Regions from separate parts of the Mus musculus genome. Here region 1 is linked to region 2. Evidence: chromatin contacts called from public promoter capture Hi-C data. All regions are on one chromosome and are shown on one strand. The core of a region is the stretch at or near the end of the contact, and the rest is flanking DNA. Distances in the headings are between cores, read along the strand shown. Region 1 holds the start of Olfr1241 (olfactory receptor 1241). Region 2 holds the start of Olfr1228 (olfactory receptor 1228).

The links. Promoter capture Hi-C pulls out the DNA fragments that hold promoters and counts their contacts.
Region 1: a promoter capture Hi-C map of the HPC-7 cell line shows a contact between it and region 2. The contact joins the promoter of Olfr1241 here to the promoter of Olfr1228 in region 2. A contact is called at or near these places in 4 of 39 promoter capture datasets (the C10 cell line, the HPC-7 cell line and stem cell-derived epiblast-like cells) and 1 of 9 other capture datasets (adipose tissue).

Annotation. Positions count from the first base shown.
Region 1 is chr2:89,481,701-89,484,400 of GRCm38.p6, reverse strand. It overlaps Olfr1241 (olfactory receptor 1241), which reads left to right and starts at 1,268. Exons shown (of 1, transcript NM_146455.1): 1 at 1,268-2,212. The coding sequence starts at 1,268. The coding sequence ends at 2,212.
Region 2 is chr2:89,248,369-89,251,068 of GRCm38.p6, reverse strand. Olfr1228 (olfactory receptor 1228) reads left to right here and starts at 1,377. Exons shown (of 1, transcript NM_146971.1): 1 at 1,377-2,348. The coding sequence starts at 1,377. The coding sequence ends at 2,348.

The sequences.
Region 1 (2,700 bases), core at 19-2,518, 230 kb before region 2:
ATCAGCAACCTCAGTTGCCTCTATATCTGATTAGTTTCTGTTCTTATGTTATACTACCCAGTTCATTCTAAGAGTTTTGAAAACAGAAGTTTCTATCTGATGAGGTACTTGCTTGCATTCGCTAGTTTAAACTGTTTGGTTAAATCATACTTGCTCAAAACTGTACAGTAAATATAGTTAGGTATGAATTCTCAGTGAAGGTAATGGTTCAAGGAATAGAATTTTGGCTATTTGAAAGCCCTAAAGAGTCAAATAAAATAAGTGCTACAGACATAAATGGGATAATTAATTTATTAGTTATATGAGACTATTTAAATTCAGTCCTCATTAAATCCATTGAAAAAGTTTTGAAGGCTGGAAGTTCATTGAGATACCCTTGTCAATATCTAGTACCACAATCTAATACCAATGAAATGGATGCTTGAAGAGATCAAGATTACATTTTAAAGATAAACTCCATCCATCCTAAGGAAAGACTATATTAGTCAATAGAGTAATGGCCCATTTACGATCTTGAAAGATTTCTCAAAAATATCTGCCTTGAGTTTGCTTTTTATGGCTAACAGATGTGCTAAAAAGTCACATTTTAAACAAGAAGAATGAGGTACAGCTCTTCAATGACATCTTTCTTTAAAGTTTTTTTATATATAACTAGGTTTTGGATTAACACAATGATAGATTTTTATCATGCCATCTTCATACATATAAATCACTCTAATTTTCTTGGTTATTGCTATAATTTTCCTTTCCTCACTTTAGCTGCTCATTTTGCTTTCTTCCATTTGTTGTTGATTTGTTTCCTCATCATACACACTCCAGTAATCTATTTGTCACTTTACCTAAGATCTCTTTTAATAATGCACCTTATTTTCTACAGAAATAAGAACAATACAACCCCAAAGCAGTAGATACCAAAAAATAATTAAGACATGGCATTCATGAATGATATAGAGAGAAGAATATATAGAGTTGGTCAAAAAGATAATTCTTTGAAAAATAAGAATAACAAGATGAATAAAATTCTAGCTAAACTACCCACTGTATCTTGATATATGACATTATATTTGTAGGCTCAACAAAATCCTCTTAGGCGAAGGAGTTAATAGAAGATGTATGGGGATCATTGGAAGAAGTAGAAATGGTTATCTATGGGACAGATAATGATGATGTGCTTAATGCCATAGTGAACTGATGGTCAAGATCACAACGTCAAGGCAGGGTCTGTTCAAGAGCTTTCATCAGTAAATCAAGACTTTCAAGAAGGTCAATGGGACAGAGAAGCAATGTCACAGAGTTCATTCTCCTGGGCCTCACTCAAGATCATGTTGGACAAAGAGCATTGTTTGTCATGTTTTTACTCATCTACATTGTGACTATAGTAGGTAATCTACTCATTGTGGGGACAGTCATAGCCAGTCCCTCCTTAGGGACTCCAATGTACTTCTTCCTTGCCTATCTGTCACTTCTGGATGCTGTTTATTCCACTGCTATCTCACCCAAGTTGATGGTAGACTTGCTCTGTGATAGAAAAACAATTTCCTTTTCAGCTTGCATGACTCAGCTCTTTTTAGAGCACCTACTTGGTGGTGCTGAGGTCTTCCTTCTAATGGTGATGGCCTATGATCGTTATGTGGCCATCTGTAAACCACTGCATTATTTGATCATCATGAATAGGCGGGTTTGCTTCCTCCTATTGGTGGTTTCCTGGGCTGGAGGCCTTGCACACTCTGTAGCTCAACTTCTCTTTGTATATAATCTTCCATTTTGTGGTCCAAATGTAATTGACCACTTTATCTGTGACATGTACCCATTATTAGGACTTGCATGCACAGATACACATATTATTGGCCTCACTGTGGTTGCCAATGGTGGAGCAATATGTATGTTAGTCTTTATTATTCTCATAATTTCCTATGGAATCATTCTAAGATCTCTTAAGACTCACAGTCAGGAAGGGAGACAGAAAGCCTTATCTACCTGCAGCTCCCACATCATGGTGGTTGTCCTCTTTTTTGTTCCCTGTATCTTCATGTATGTTAGACCTGTTCACAACTTTCCTATTGATAAATCCATTACTGTTTTTTATACAATTGTTACTCCTATTTTGAATCCTTTAATATATGCCTTGAGAAACTCAGAGATGAAAAGGTCTATGGAAAATCTATTATATAAGGTATTCCCTAGAGATAAAATAACAATGTCTTTTCATTGATGGTGCTAGTAATTAAAGTACAAAAAGGCAACCAGCTTTAAGCAGTAATGATAGAACTCATTCAATGTATCTTTATGGATAATTTTCTTTAAAGAAATAAATACATAACAACAAAATATCGAAATAATCACTTTAGATTAAAATTAATTATTTCTCTCCCTCTTCCATGGGGTTTCCTGAGCTCTGCCTAATGTTTGTCTATGGTTTTCTGCTGGATGAAGCCTCTCTGATAACAGTTGGTCTAGGTACCAATATGAGTATAGCAGAATATCATTAGGAAGCATTTCATTGATTTTTTTGTTTTTGTTTATGTCAATCATGTTTGGTTTTATCCTAGATCTCTAGGCTATCCAGCCTCTGCTTCCTGGTATTTCAGGCAGTGTCGGGAGTAGGTTCCCTCTGAAGTCAGGGGCCTCAAGTTGTATCAGTCATTGGCTGGCTACTCCCACTATTCTGTTCCACAGTGACACCAGCACATCTTGGAGGCA
Region 2 (2,700 bases), core at 128-2,627:
AAAATATTTTATAGAAAAGAGACAGGTGCCTTTTGAGTTGTGACTGCCTACAGAAAATGAATCAGAAAGCTAGAATATTTACACAAAAGGTTTGTGAAAATACATTCAGTGGGCAACAGACTTGAGTTTTCTTATGAATTAATTACATCTAGGGTTGTAAAGGAATGCTACACTGAGTAACATTTTGATATTTTTGAATTTGACAGTATAATGGAGATGAGCTGGTAAGATGTCATGGCCATGTTTTACAGAGAATTATTATAAAATTCAAAGCATGTAACTTTGCAAATAATAGTCAGAATAGTCTAATTTATATTTGAGGAGAGTTTCACTTTCTCAGTTATGTGTTGTCATTCGTAGCTGATTGGTGGTCATCTGATTCTTCATAATTGACTCTGTTGCCTTTTTCAGGATGTCTAATTTGCACAAGGACAAAGGAAGAAGATGCTTTAAGCTTTACAAAAAGAAAGAGACTATACAGAACATCCTTTTCCTACAGCTTTTACAAAGGAAACAAAATCTCTCTTTACTCTGTTGATTGTGTAGAAGCATCATGCATGTAGGAGCTTGGATTTCGAAAGTCCCAGGTTGAGTGAGTTTTGTTTGTCAAATAATATAATAATATAATATAATATCTTTGACAATAACTTTTGCAAAAATAAAATACAGAAACCCTTGTAAAATACTCCTAACTGACTAGAATTTCAAGTCTGGAGCAATCGCTTTTTAATTCTATTTGTAATATTTCACTTAGCCATTATAAAAAAAAACAGAATAGCTTTTTTTTTTTACAAAGTTTGTACTTATACTATAAAATTATTCAGTGAAATTTTCACACTTTCAACATATGCATCATATAGAGTGCTACATATTTTCCCACAGAAGTTTTTGTTTTATGAAAAGCAGACTAAGTCATTGGATATTCCAATAAATTCACAGTTTTACATACGTTTGAGTTGCATTGATGATTTCGAAGCATTATATAGAGTCTTTCACCCCTTTTTGCTGGTAGATAAGGCAGTGCTCTTGTCAGTCAATGTAGACTTAACTTCTGGTCTTCATTTACATCCTGAATAGTTTAAAATGCATTTCAAGCCGTCTCTTCAGGAAGTCCATAAAGACTGATAGAAGCTGATCATTCAAATATAATCGATTCCTCTCTTGTCACCCAAGTAGATGCTTTTATCTCCAATATTCTAGATGTGGCTTTTTATATTACCCACTACTTTATCTCAGCTAAATGTTACATATTATAAAATTATACACTTAAAAAGTTACAGTATTCTGTTTTACTGGCAAAATAAACAAAGACCATCTTCTACATGATAATTAAATGAATTTGAACAGGTATTCTTTTCTCATAATTGCAGATTTACATGAACAGATTTTACTTTAACATTTCCTTGAAAACAATGCAAAATCAAAGCTTTGTCACTGAGTTCATTCTCCTTGGACTTTCACAGAACCCAAATGTTGAGAACATACTGTGTGTTGTATTTTTGTTTATTTACCTTGCAACTATTGGGGGCAACATTATGATTGTGGTGACTATCATCTACAGCCCTGCACTGCTGAGCTCTCCCATGTACTTCTTCTTGATATTCCTGTCCTTACTGGATGCTTGCACTTCTTCCACTGTCACCCCTAAGATGATGGTAGACCTCTTCTATGAAAGGAAGACCATCTCCTTTGAATGTTGCATGACACAACTGTTTGCTATTCACTTTTTCACTGGAATAGAGGTGATTATTTTGTCAGCCATGGCCTATGACCGTTATGTGGCCATTTGCAAGCCCCTTCACTACTCCTCCATTATGACCAGGAGACTCTGTGGCATTTTGGTGATGGTATCTTGGACAGGAGGATTCTTACATTCTCTCATACAAATTATCTTCACTTTGCAGCTGCCCTTCTGTGGACCCAATGTCATTGATCATTATCTGTGTGACTTGTTCCCATTACTGAAGCTTGCCTGCACTGACACACACATATTTGTCATATTGGTGTTTTCTAACAGTGGGTCTATCAGCATCATAATCTTCTCTATTTTGCTTGTCTCCTATGGTGTCATCTTGTTTTCTCTGAGAGCTCACAGCTCTGAAGGGCGGCGTAAAGCTCTCTCCACATGTGGATCCCACATTACAGTTGTGCTTTTGTTCTTTGTCCCATGCTTTTTAATATATGCACGACCTCCTTCTGCTTTCTCTTCTGAAAAAAATGCCTTTGTATTTGCCACCATCATAACACCACTTCTGAATCCTATGGTTTACACTTTCAGGAATAAGGAAATGAAGAATGCCATTAGAAAAATGTGGAAGAAACTAATAGTGGTTTCTCATGACTTTTAACATATTATGCTTACAATGCTGGGAAGGTAGACCAGTGGGTAAGAACATTTGTTATGCAAATATAAGCTATCATTTCTGATTCACAACACCCATTAAGAAGTCATTCATTATAGCACAGTTTTAATAAAATACTGGGGAAGTAATGTATTATATAGCCAAGGTCTCTTCCCAAAACCAGTTAGGTCAAGGTTCATATGATCCAGCCAGAATGCAGACCTTCTGATACAGGGCAATCTGCTTGGGATGTAAACATACCCTTGATACACACCTTTAATCCCTAACAGTAATGGTAATCTTAGTTTATAGAAGGGAGCATCCATGTTTGAAAGTGACAACTAATTGAGGGATAGAC